Linked DNA regions of Mus musculus: regions 1 and 3 are each linked to region 2. A link is a contact called in public Hi-C and HiChIP or PLAC-seq data. All regions are on one chromosome and are shown on one strand. Each heading gives the region's core, a stretch centred on a gene start, on an enhancer-like site or on the middle of the called end of the contact. The rest is flanking DNA. Distances are from core to core; before and after follow the strand shown. Region 1 overlaps Fam20c (family with sequence similarity 20, member C). Region 2 holds the start of Fam20c (family with sequence similarity 20, member C). Region 3 has its middle 48 kb from the start of Fam20c.

What was found. A called contact is a pair of places that touch in the nucleus more often than the background predicts. HiChIP or PLAC-seq counts read pairs in DNA pulled down with a chosen protein or histone mark.
Region 1: a contact with region 2 is called in a Hi-C map of liver, with 1.8 times the contacts expected there. The contact joins the enhancer-like site here to the promoter of Fam20c in region 2. A contact is called at or near these places in 5 of 39 promoter capture datasets (the 3T3-L1 cell line, embryonic stem cells, liver and 1 more), 9 of 484 Hi-C or Micro-C datasets (the G1E-ER4 cell line, embryonic stem cells, liver and 1 more), 4 of 115 datasets of contacts at active chromatin or transcription factors (bone marrow-derived macrophages, embryonic stem cells and hepatocytes) and 3 of 9 other capture datasets (adipose tissue, liver and pancreatic islet).
Region 3: a contact with region 2 is called in an H3K4me3 HiChIP or PLAC-seq map of bone marrow-derived macrophages, with 7 times the contacts expected there. The contact joins the enhancer-like site here to the promoter of Fam20c in region 2. A contact is called at or near these places in 10 of 39 promoter capture datasets (the 3T3-L1 cell line, 3T3-L1-derived adipocytes, the HPC-7 cell line and 4 more), 10 of 484 Hi-C or Micro-C datasets (the C2C12 cell line, bone marrow-derived dendritic cells, bone marrow-derived macrophages and 6 more), 8 of 115 datasets of contacts at active chromatin or transcription factors (SST interneurons, bone marrow-derived dendritic cells, bone marrow-derived macrophages and 3 more) and 1 of 9 other capture datasets (pancreatic islet).

What each region holds. Positions count from the first base shown.
Region 1 is chr5:138,799,508-138,803,785 of GRCm38.p6, forward strand. All of the region lies in intron 5 of Fam20c (family with sequence similarity 20, member C), which reads left to right. Among named protein-coding and RNA genes, the nearest start is that of Gm5294, 18 kb to the right of the region's middle. Within about 2 kb of position 2,379, at least 9 of the 459 cell types and tissues checked have an H3K27ac peak or open chromatin away from gene starts, as enhancers often do. A contact at or near this core is called in hepatocytes, liver and uterus, where this site is marked.
Region 2 is chr5:138,752,417-138,756,761 of GRCm38.p6, forward strand. Fam20c (family with sequence similarity 20, member C) reads left to right here and starts at 2,665. Exons shown (of 10, transcript NM_030565.6): 1 at 2,665-3,809. The coding sequence starts at 3,220.
Region 3 is chr5:138,704,727-138,708,855 of GRCm38.p6, forward strand. No RefSeq gene overlaps it. Among named protein-coding and RNA genes, the nearest start is that of Fam20c, 48 kb to the right of the region's middle. Within about 2 kb of position 2,860, at least 34 of the 459 cell types and tissues checked have an H3K27ac peak or open chromatin away from gene starts, as enhancers often do. A contact at or near this core is called in bone marrow-derived macrophages, pancreatic cancer cells and trophoblast stem cells, where this site is marked.

The DNA of each region.
Region 1 (4,278 bases), core at 1,129-3,628, 47 kb after region 2:
TTCCCTGGACAGGTGTGAGGAAGGTGTCACATGGTGTTCTGTGTGTACACTTGCTTGTTTGCAGGTATGTGAGGGTGTGTGCACATGTGTGCTCATGTGTATGTATGCAGGTGTCAACTCTGGCTACCATTCCTCGGAAACATTTAACCTTGATTTTTTTTTTTTAATACTGGGTTTCTCTTTGGCCTAGAGCTCACTGAGTAGGTTCAGAGAACCTCCCATCTCTATTACCCAAAGCCATGACTACAAGTGTGCATCACCACCACCACCACACTCAGCTGCTGCTGCTGCTGCTGCTGCTGCTTCTTCTTCTTCTTCTTCTTCTTCTTCTTCTTCTTCTTCTTCTTCTTCTTCTTCTTCTTCTTCTTCATCTTCTTCTTCTTCTTCTTCTTCTTCCTCCTCCTCCTCCTCCTCCTCCTCCTCCTCCTCCTCTTTCCCCTCCCCTCCCTCCTTCCCCTTCCTCTCCCCTCCCCCTTCCCCTTCCCCTCCCTCTCCCCTTCCCCTCCCCTCCCCTCTCCCTCCCCCTCATCTCCTTCCCCTTCTCCCTTCCCCTTCCCCTTCTCCCTTTCCCTCCCCCTCCTCCCCTTCCCCTTCTCCCTTCCCCTCCCCCTCCTCCCCTTCCCCTTCTCCTCCCCTCCCCCTCCTCCCCTTCCCCTTCTCCTACCTCTACCCCTCTGCCTCAACCTCCCTCCCCCCTTCCCCTCCCCCTCCTTCACGTGGGTTGGGAAATGGAGCTCCTCTCTTCATGCTTCCCCAGCACCGGCTTTACTTGCTACCTCCCTGGCTCTCCATGTAGTATTTAAAATGCCATTTACCAAGCTCAGTGCTCTAAATACAGACATCTGTGTAGTAATTCCCTCCACCACCAGGACAGGACCCTCAGCCTCCTGCCCCTTGCCAGCCCATGCCACCGGCTGTCCCAGCTGGGTCACTGTACTCTCTCTGCTTTGGTCCATTTGTGGACCCACAGATGGCCTCTTAGCTTTGATTCTGTGACTCCGTACTGTGACCTTAAGATCTGCCCGTGTCACTTCAAATGTCCTCATGGTCAGTCCTGCATCCCTGGAGATGATTTGCCAGCAGTGGCATTCCACATCCAGCTTGGCTTTTACCTGCTGGTGCCGTCGGGTGGATACAGTTGAGGAAATCACCCAACATGAATCAGAGGAATTAGGACAGGCAGAAGCAAGTCAGGAACTCACTAGACTGTGTTGTCTATAGCCTAAGGGGCCCCCAGCAGCCCCGCTGAGGGACTGTAGATAGCCATCTCATGCAGGTATATGGGGTTGAAGCAGCAGTTGTAGATGTGGGCTTCTGAGACAGGAACCGTCAAGGTCACCCACTGCAGAGTCAATGTACTGTGGGCTTAGTCATTTTGAAACAATGAAGGATTCTGGATTTTGTTTGTTTTTATTTTATTTTATTCTTTGTTTGTTTGTTTGTTTTGCCCATGAACATGCAAAAGCAGTTGCCCGTGGAGCCCATTGGTCGATGCCAGCTGTCTTCTCTTCAATCGCTCTCATCCTTAGGTTTTGTTTTATTTTATTTTGTTTTATTTTATTTTGTTTTGTTTTATTTTGTTTTGTTTTATTTTGTTTTGTTTTTGAGGCAGGGTCCGTCACTGAACCTGGAGCTTACAGATTCAGCTAGACTGGCTGGCCATTAAGCCCAGGGGATCCAACCATTTCCCCCTTCCCTAAAGCTGGCATTACAAGCAGGAGATCTAGGGATCTCGTTCAATAAACAAAAGATGATGCTAAATGCTCAGACACATCTTTTGTTGGTGTGGACTCCCTTCCATCCTCAGCAGGGGACCTCAGCTGATTGCCCTGCACATCCCATGGACTTCCCACACTGGGGACCCAACATTTGTCATGTCGCCTCTCCATGTCCCCCCTGCAGCTGCTGCACCAATCAGCTAGCCCACAACTCACCTTTTGCAGCTCATGGTGAGGCTCCCAGTCAGTTACTAGTCATTTGTTAGCTCCCAGGAACCCCAAGAGTCTTCCCTGGCTGTCAGGGGCCCCCTAAGGTGGGTGGCTCATGTGGCCCAAATGGTTCCCTCTTTACATGAAGCAGACTGGCCACTCCTGAACACAGTCACCTCCACCTAGCTATCCCTGCCAGACCACTCTGCCCTGTGAGCCAATTTCTTCCAAGAGCCTTCCAGATGTCTGGTTTCCTCTGAAGCACGGGACCCTGGAGGCAGCTTTGATCTTACTTTAGAAAGCCAGGTCTGTTTAGATTCCCCGTTTCTGCTTTGCTTGCGCTTCTAGATCCTTCCGCTGCCAAATTTGCCATTGCTGCTTCTGAGAGCTAAGTGCGGCTGGAAAGCCTTTGATCACAGCAGACACCCTTCTACTTGTGAGCAGCTCTGCCCTGGGTCAGTCAGGGAGGAGCATGGCCCTCCATTCCAGGTGGGGCAGGCCTCAGATGGGCCTTCTGTAAGCTTGGCTCGGAGCCTTGGACTCCATCCTGAATTCAGGGTAGCTACTGGGAAATAAAGTTCAGACAGGGCAGATAACTGCCCCAGCACCACACAGCTGAGAGGCCAGAGAGTGCCTCGGAAGCCCCCCAGGTCTAAGGAACATGCTTTTTGCTGTCTCTGTGTTGTCCTAAAATTCACTCTATAAACCAGGCTGACCTCAAACTCACAGAGATCTTCCTACCTCTGCCTCTTAAGTGCTGGGATTTTTGCTGACATGTCTCATATACCCTGGTCATCTATTCCCACCCTGTTTGTTTCTGCAAAGCATTCGTGCCTTTGTGACCACAGGTCCCAGCATACACCCCCATCCCCACCCTGGCCTTGGCATCTCACAACATAGATTAGTTTTGACCCTCACTCAGTCAGTCAGCTTTTCCTTTCCTTCCTTGGTGTCTGGGTTTGGCAGGTAGCCATGGGACTGTCTGTCCCAAAAGTGTACAGCCCAAATGTGCTTTGAGGAGTAAGTAGGCTCCATGTGGATCTTCTCCCAATAGAAGGAATAACATCAGAGTGACGGTGTGTCTGCAGCCTTTGTGTAACATGGAGGGCACAAAGGGCACATGTTGCCCTGTAGGGACTCCGACTCTGCTGAGTTGACCCTGGCAGGAGGACAGGCCTGTCTTGGATACTATGGTCTCTCCAGCCAGGGCACAGGATCCATGAAGTAGCCATGTGTTCTGTCATGATGGATACCTGGCCTGAGATCTCACTGGCCCTGTCTTCAGGCCTTTGGAGGAGGAAGACCCATTGCCCCAGCAGGCTCTTTGACCTTAAGAGACTACAGCTTTCCATAGCTCTGCCTTCATTAATATGTCTCAAAAGATGCTCATTCAACCCCAGGTACCAGGCCATCTCAGCTTTGCCCCTGAGTTCCCTTGTGTAATTCTTAGCCCTGCAGCACAGGTGAAGCCACTGAGCACAGAGATGTATAGGCTTTACCTCTGGTCACACAGCTTTCAGAACCCACCAGCCCCACCTTAAGTGCCTCTGTGAAACGAGGCTGTGTGGAGCAGAAGCAGGTTTCCATTCCTCTTTCAGCATGATAGGCTCTGAGCCCAGCTAAGGTAGGGCCAGCAGGCTAACAGAGGCATCCAATTTCATGGTTCTGGCCAACAAGAGATGGGATAGAAATTTTCCTCCTGGAGACTGTGCTATCACCTGGCCTCCAATGCTTTTCTGTCCTAGGTAAGGGTGAAGGAAGGGGGGCAGCTGGGTAAACTGCATCAGCACCTGGAGCGCAGTGGGCTGGTCTCCTTTTGATCCTTTCCACCCTAATTACCTAGCACTGACTAGAGATTGGGGGCGGAGATGAAGCCAAGAAGGGAAGGGGAGAGGAGAGGCAGTGAGCCTGGCCAGCCAAGACTTGTGTGCCCATGGGTGTGTCAGGAATCGTAGAAAATGCATGCCCCCTCCTACCCCTGCCCCTTCCAGACCTGGTCCTGGCGATTCTCCAGCCTCCTTCTCTTCTGGAGGCTGTATGGCATAGCTGAGCTTTGAAGACTTTGTTTTATGTTAGTGTGCGTGTGTGTGTGTGCGTGTGTGTGCGTGTGTGTGCGTGTGTGTGTGTGTGTGTGTGTGTGTGTGTGTGTGTGAGAGAGAGAGAGAGAGAGAGAGAGAGAGAGTGAGTGAGAGAGAGAGACCCAGAGGCTGACATCAGATGTCTTCCTCAGTGTCTCTCCATCTTACTGGTTTCTGCTTACCCAGCACCAACAAAGCCCCGAGTTCCATCCCCAGCATCACATAAATCAGGCGGAGTGATGCCTACCTGCCATCCCAGCAAGAGCTCAGGG
Region 2 (4,345 bases), core at 1,415-3,914:
TGGTTCTGTCGCCTACCCTCTCACAGCTTGCCTCGCTGGAGACACTATTTGGGAGTTACCTGTGGGGCGTCCCAAGGGAGCACCCCAAAACTGCCACTGCTTCCATCTCGCCCCCAGTCCTTCACTCAAATTCCCCACTCAGCCCCAGCTCTGTAGGCCTTCTTGTTCTGGTGTGCCTTTGCTCAGCAGTCCTTGCATAGGCACCAGATGCAGCGTGACAAAGGGGGATACTGATGCTCTAGATGGCATTAAGTGTACTGTCTCGAGGGCTTCCCTGGCCAACCTGATAAAGTAGCAGGCTTCTCTCACAGCTATACCATCCTGCTGGTAAGCCTGAACACATGACACGTTTCCCAATGGCTTATTGGAGCTCCAGCTTGGCAGAAAAAAAAAATGCTACGGAGCTATCCCCTGGGTTCTGACAGGTGCTGTATGCCAACATCAGGGTCCTCTTCAGGCAAGTGAGGTGGGGTATCTGCCCAGACAGCCATAAGGTAGAGAGGCCTAGTGAGGCTCAGCTCTTGTGTGCATGTGTGTGTGTGTGGGGGGGTGGGAATCAGTTTTTATATGTATCTGTGTGTCATCTGTGTGTGTACTTGTGTCTGTACATCTGTGTGAGTATGTCTATGCACACCTGTATGTCCATGTCACCATTTTTGACTTGTATGTCACCTCTGTGTGTATGTGTGTACCTGTGTCTGTCTCTGTGTCTGAGTCAACATGTCTATGTGCCCCTATGTGTTTGTATATCTGTGTCACCATTTTCCCTCTTGTTTCCCCATGCCTGTCATCTGTATGTGTCTCTGTGTTAATTCCTCCTCAGCTCAAAGCACTTGGGGGCACAGAGTGTGTCCCACCTTCCTCTGAGGGAGAACTATACCTTCAGAAACCTTTTCTGCATGAATCACCTTGGCCTTCTTGGGGCCTCTGGGTGGAGCTATGAGAGCAGAGCCTCTTCTGAGACCCTCTGTGAAGTGCCTGCATCCTGGGGCAGAAGGGCGGAAAGAAACAAAGGAGAGTTATGTTAGCAGACAGCAACAGGTGTTGTTGCAGAAACAGCAGGCAGGTCCACTGCATTTACACTGGCTACAGCACCCTGCTTCCTTAGGGTAGGAGCCAGAGAGCCAGGAATTCCCCTAAGAAGCCACACAGTTGTGATGAACGGACTGTCCAGGACACCAGGAGACAATGGGAAGCCCCACGAACTGATGCTCCCAGGAGCAGGTGACTCTACCCTGATGACATTCGTCTCTCTCCAGAGGTCCCAGGTTGTGGGTGCTTCCGTCCTACTCCCACCTCAGGCCCACCATCTCCACACACAAACTCATTGTCTGTGTGAGTGGGAGGGCCGGATGAATGCAGAATGCCTCAGTTTTCATGATGTAAGCCATACCTTCTTGGGGAGTGCACCTCTATTAAGACCCCACCCACTGCACTCTTGGGTTTCCACTATGCTGCCCAACACAGGCATCAGCTCCTGTTACAGGAGTGTGGAACTCCACCCTCTCTTCCTTTCTAAAGGCCTAGGAGGCACCTTTGCTGACCAGCTAGCTGGCTGCGACTCTCTTCGTCCCTAACAAGCAGCTAGTGGGTGTCTACTGAACGTCAACTAACACAGACTTGTCGCTGAATCTTCAGAAAGAACATGAGTTGTGCACTTGATTCATAGAGAACTCGAGCTGAGAGCATTCCAGGGCCGGGGAGCACAGCCAAGAGAGCATGACAAAGAGGGGCTCCGTAGAGCACAGACTCCGCCCCTCAGTCCCTTACACAGCAGTTGGCTTGGGCTGCTGTGGAAATCTGCAGGTGCTTGAAGCCCTGAGGTCTGCTCAGCTTGTGGATCTGTGGCTGACCCTCTCACGCTTACCTTCCCAGAATTTTAGCAGAAATTCCCAGAGATTCCTACTTCCTACTAGGGGTTGGGGATCCAGAAGCCCTGTGGCCACAAATGAAGCCACGTGGTGAAAGCAGATCTCTTTTTACTGTGCACCCCGATTTAGCATCCCAGAGGGCAGGCAGCGAGACGCGCCCCGCCCACCGCCCGCGCATCCGCGCCACTCAGCCAGGCTCCGCGCGGCGCCGCCAGGGTTAAGGCGCAGGCGTGTCCCCTGGGGTGGGGTGGGCCCGGCAGCCTTGCCGAGCTTCTGGAGTCCCATCGGATCGGGGGCCCAACGCGCTCCTCCGCCGTTCTCTCCGCCGCGTGGCAACGTCGTCTCTTCGTCCTCCACCTAGTGGGCTGCGGGTACCCGAGGTGCCAGGACACCGCCCGGAGAGGAGCTTGTCCGGCCGCGCAGACGCCCCGCGGGCTTCGGGGAGGGACTTGGCCTGTTTTCTGGCCTCCACTCGCCGGGGAGGAGCTGTGCGGCTGCAACTGGCGGCGCGTGGAGCTTCAGGGACGCAGGCTACCAGGCCGAGAGCCGCGCGCACAGGGCCGAAGCCACCGCTGCCTGCGGGTTCCCAGCCGGGCCTCTCTGGCTCCCGGCTCAGCGCGGAGGAGGCGCGGCGACACCGCGGGGCGCGGCCAAGGGGGAGGAGAGAGGGGAGCGCGGGCTAGCGCCGGGCCGGCCGGGCCTCGCGGGGCCACGGCTCCGCCAATCTGCGGGCGCTGACGCGGGGGGCGGCTCCGGCGCGCTCGGATATCAGCGGGCCGGGCGCGGGGCGCCTGGAGCTAGGCGGTGCGGGCGCTGCGCTCCGGGTCGGCCTGCTGCACCTGCCAGATCGTCGCCTCTCCCTGCGCGCCCCCTCGCGCTCCCCTTCTCGCCTCTGTCTCTCCAGCCCGGTCTCCCAGCCTCAGCCTGACAGAACAGAGGAGCCGCTTTGTCGCCTGCCCAGGACCCGGCATGGCCCAGCGGGAGCACCGCGCTCTGGATCGGATCTGTCGCGCCTTGGACGGGATGAACAGCCGCGCCTTCTGCTTACACGCCCGCTGAGTGTGGTCGCCGTCCCGGAGACCCTCGTACGCCCCTGCGTTCCCTGTCACCACTGCCACCCGCTCCACCGACGAGGGCCGCTGGCCGCCCCCCGAAATGGCCTGGAGAGCTGGTGCTTTGGTGGCGGTTGTCCTTCACGACGTCCAAGTCTGGGGACAGCCCCCGAGCTGCTAGCTGCTAGTACACTGAATGGACCTTGACCCGCGGGTCGTTGCGGGCTTGGTGCCAAGCTGAGGGGCACCGGTGGAGCGCGCGTCCCGAACCCCCCAGCCCGCTGGCCTGCGCGGCCATGAAGATGATACTGGTGCGCAGGTTTCGCGTGCTCATCCTGGTAGTATTCCTACTGGCTTGCGCTTTGCACATTGCTGTTGACCTGCTACCCAAGCTGGACCGACGCGCCACGCGATCCTCCGGGGAGCCCGGTTGCTCCTGCGCTCAGCCGGCAGCAGAGGCAGCTGGTCCAGGCTGGGCCCAGGCAAGGAGCAGACCGGGGGAGTCCGCCGGTGGCGACGCAGGCTGGCCCAACAAACACACACTGCGCATCCTGCAAGACTTCAGCTCAGATCCAGCCTCTAACCTAACCTCCCACTCCTTGGAGAAGCTGCCTTCTGCAGCAGAGCCGGTGGATCACGCTCCGCGGGGTCAGGAGCCCCGTTCCCCGCCACCCCGTGACCCAGCGCATCGGCCGCTGCTTCGAGACCCGGGGCCCCGACCGCGGGTACCGCCCCCTGGCCCCAGCGGGGACGGATCGCTCTTAGCCAAGTTGTTTGAGCACCCTCTCTACCAGGGGGCTGTGCCTCCTCTGACAGAGGACGACGTCCTGTTTAATGTGAACAGCGACATCAGGTTTAACCCCAAGGCAGCAGAGAATCCTGACTGGTGAGCAGAGAAGAGGAGGTTTGGGGTGGGGCTAGCGCGTCCGACCCTTCGGGAATAAAGACACCCCACTAGAAAGCTATTTCACACGCCAGGCATTTTGTGTACCTTTGGGGGACCCTTAGAAGAGGCTGGTAGGGATCCCTGGTGGGCGGGGCAGATGTGCCTCTTGCCTTTGTCTTCACAATGATTCTAGGGAGAACGGTTTGGGAAGCTCCCAGTGCCCTGGTGTGGGAAGCTGGCGGCCCACCAGAAGCCAGGAGAGCCCAGTGCTCCACCTACAAGGAAGCATGCTGGCCAGCCCTGGCGATGGCTGAGGAAGCAGATGAATGAATATGTTGGAGAGCCAGCCAGGGAGAGTGGGAGCAGCCTTCCCCTGGGAGGGGTTGGGCTTCTGGCTCTGAGAGCGATGGGGTGAGCTGTTCAGGGTGGACGTCTCCAGAAGGCCTGAATGTACCTAATAAGTCTTTTAAATGCAGTCACGGGGACAAAAGCGGCTGAGGAGTGCTGTTGGCAGTGTGGAGGCCTTCCTTTGTGGC
Region 3 (4,129 bases), core at 1,610-4,109, 47 kb before region 2:
GGGGTTCCTTAAAACAAACAAACGAACAAAAACCAAAAAACAACTCTGGGGCCAAAGGGGCCAAGGTCAGGGGCTGATCTAATGAATTCCCTGCCTAGGTAGACATGTGGCTGAAAGTGGTGTATCACTCCTGTTCTGGACAGGACAAAAGCCTGGATGGCTGGGCCAGAGAAGGGGTGGGTCTGCTAGAACATCTGCCCCTCACTCCCTCTGTCCCCTCCCAGAACTCTTTACAGAGTGGGCAAGGTTAGACCAAGTAGATTACACTTGGTCCAGGAAGGGTACCATAATTGGGTTTTTCAGTTCTATTTCTGCCTTACCTATCTCTCATCTTAAAAGTAGACTAGGTGGACAGAGGCGTGGCTCAGTGAGGGAAGGCACTTGTTGGCCTCCCAAGTTTGACAACCTGACTTCAATCCTCAGAACCCACAAAGTTAAAGCCAAAGAGGAGAACTGATTCCTGAAAGTTGTCTGCTGACCTCTACACCCAGGCACCTAAATACGCAGTATTCACATACACGAACATGTCAATAAGCCTTTTTAATGGAGTAGATGGCGCTTCTGTGGCTGTATAGGTTCTGGATCAGCAAGATGACCACCTACTAAATTTTGATTTGTCTGACTAGTGGTATTCTCGGGTTTCTGGCAGTGTTGCAAGACAGTTTCCATTGGCCACAAATAGAGAGTGAAGTCAAGTTTGTGTGACTCTGATGTCCTAACTGGCGAGCTGGCTATCTATAACCCAGTAGATCTGAGTCACTCACTGGTCCTATGTCGGAGGCCTCTGGTCACAAGCGCGACTTCTTCAGCTTTTGTTCCAGGAGCCCCTCATTGGATTCTGGGTTGCTGGTAATCACCCACAGCCAACAAGAGTAAAGTGAGACACCTTCAGTGCGGGATTTTCCAAATCCAGCATCCACACTAGAGGGCTCCAAGCTCCATCAGCAGCATGCCTTCAGACATGCTAAAGCTTTGATGCAAAGGTTCTCTCCCTAGCTGGAAGACCTACTTGGGGATGCAATTATGATTATCCATCTACAACCCAATATCAGAGTTTTATCTGTTTCTTTGCTTTGATCCTACATTTATTATCTTTTATCTTACTTTTATTCAAGGGTGTCTTAGTGACTTTCCTATTGCTGTGACCATGACTAATACAGCTCATAAAGAAAGCATTTAATTGAGGCCTTGCTTACAGTTTCAGATGGTTAAAGTCTATGACCATCATGGAGAGGAACACACCGCAAGCTGATATGGTGTTGGAGTGGTAGCTTAGCGCCATGCCTGATCCACAAACACAAGGTAGACAGAGACCTAACTGGGAGTGATATGGGGTCTTTGAAACATCAGAATCCCAATCGCAGTGACACACCTCCTCCAAAATGGCTGCACTTCCCAACCCTTTCCAAACAGTTCCAACAACTGGGGACCAAATGTTCAAATATATGAGCCTACGGGGGCCATTCTCATTTAAACTCAGGGTCTCACTATGTAGCTCTTGCTGCCTGGAACTCACTAGGTAGACAAGAAGAGTCTCAAACTCATACAGATTGATGGCCTGCCTCTTGCCTCCTAAGTGTTGAGATCAAAGGTGTCCAGCACCATGTCTTGCCTGTGTCTTTGTTTCCACTCTGATCTTGGTTGATTTCTGGGAATATCCCATAAGAGACACAATAAAATGACCTTCCCTGATGCAGGTCCCAGAGTCCTAGTGGCTGTAATCCACTGTGATACAGAAAAGTAGAAAATGGCATCTTTTAGGTGAAATTTCATTGGGAAACATTTTCTATTTTATCCATATTCCTAGGCTTATTCTTTAAACCACGATTTCTAACACTGCCTAAAAGCTTTAGGATAAATGTGTCTTAATAAAGAAAAGCTGTTTTATAGCATCTCACCATAGGAGCGGTGGTAAATAACAGGGAGTAAAAGAGACACCGAGAGAGAATCATAGCCACCAAGACAAGACAGGACCACCATTACAAGACAGAAGCCACCAGATAGGGCAAGCAGGGCCACTGTGACAAGACAACCACCAGAGCAGAAGGCCATCAAGACAAGACAACAATCACTAGGGCAGACAGACAGCTTCATGACAAGATGACAGCCACCAGGGCAGATGGGGCCAATCAGACAAAGTAGGGAAAGTAGACAAAGTAGAGCCACAGAGACAGACACGGGTGAGTGGACATCTCCACAAGCCAATACCAGTGCTTCTGAGAGATGGATACCCCCTGACCTCTGCTCTTGGGTGGGGCAGGGCTGATTTCCTTTGTAATATTGGCTCAGTTCCCTGAAGTCTGCTTCTCCCATCAGGTCTTGAATGTCTGATGGTCCCTGTGCTCGGACCCCCTCCTCCTTTTCTTCTCAAACCCTATCAAATTAGTACCTTTATTTTGCAAACTGGATACAATCTGCATGTTGTGTCCCATGGCTGTAACTAAAAGCCCCTTGCTCAACATTGATAGGAAATGGTGTACCACAGGCTTGCCATCTCTGGGGCCCAGCGCCATACCAGTAATGGGGCCTAGAAACCTCCTGGCATGTAAAAATACCATCTGAAGAGACCCTTGTACCTCCCTGCTGTGGGACACTTTCCTCCAAGATTAAAATCTTCCACCTTGGAGAAAAGCTCATTAGGATTCAAGAAGCTCACAGGAAAGTGAGACAGTACTGTGTTCTACTGGGAGACAAGACATTTCACCCTGCCCTGAAGCTCCTAAGGTCAGGGAGCAAACCACTTGAAATAGTTTCTGGAAGTCCCTGAAACTGGTCAGACTCACCAGGCCTCTCCCTCCCCAAACAGATATGTAAGCTGAAAAGATGTTTGTGAGTGTGAGTCACTCTCAGATAAGAGAAGCTGCAATGTAGACTGCCTGACAAGTTGATCTGCCTGGAAGAGGCTCAGAGCAGCTGAGCTAATGGGGAAGGATACCTCCCAACCTGTTGAGCTGCCTGAAAATTGTGCAAAGTACTCCAGGTATCCAGCCTTTATACCTTTCTTTGCTGGGGTGGGCTTTGGTCATACAGTTGCTTGGAATCACTGCTGCTCCTGTAAGTAACCCTTCATCCATGTTTTGTAACCCCAAAACTACACGTGGTTCTTCAAATTGGCCTGTGGTGGCTGTGGTGGTTTGAATAAGAATGGCCCCCATAGACTCATGTGTGTGAATCTTGACCCATAGGGAGTGGCATTATTAGAAGGTGTGGCCTTGTTAGAGTAATTGTGGCCTTGTTGGAGGAAGTATATCACTATAGGGGTAAGCTTTGAAGTCATATATGTTCAAGCTAGGCCTAGTGTGGCATTTATTTCTGCTCCCTGTGGATCAAGATGTAGTACTCTCAGCTTCTTCTCCAGTGCCATGTCTGCCTGGATGCTGAGGTTATCCTGCCATGATGATAATGGATGAAACCTCTGAAACTGTAATCCAGCCCCAGTTAACTGTTTTTTCTTTATAATAGTTGCTGTGGTTGTGGTATCTCTTCACAGCAGTGGAAAGCCTAAGTCAGTGGCATTTTTACTTTGGGCTGTTGTTAGCTCCCACATATGAATAGACATTTGCCCCTACCTCCCCAGGAATAGTGCCACACAAAACCGTCCCTTTAGCTAGCAAACCATTAAAACAATGGGCCTCAAAAGCTTGGGATTCTCCAGGAACCTCATCTTTAAGAGAAAGTGAAGTTGAAGCCAGAGGAGGCTCTTGTCTCCAGGAAATGGAGTTCACACAGATCTGACAACTTGTCAGACTACCTTGTATGAGAGATGAGAGCTGAGACAGTGATGATTGCTGAGACAAGACACCTTGACAAGTCTGCTTGGCTATGTGCACCTCATGCCCTCTATTTAAATCTAAGCCTCACATCAGGACCCAGAAGATAGACATGGGGTCATGACTCTGCTTGTTCCTTTTCCCCAGTGTAACCACATTGAATAAAACTCCTCATTTCTTTCCACTATGACTTGTGTAGTTGGTCTACAGAGGACAAGTGGAAGAAGCTGGCTGTTAGGGCAGCTGAGAGGCCCAGGCTATGACACAAACAGTTCTGGCAACATTCCCAGCAGGAACACATGCTTTGTAGATATTGGCAGAAGATATGGATCAAGTTGTGGCTTAGTTCTCTGTGGCCT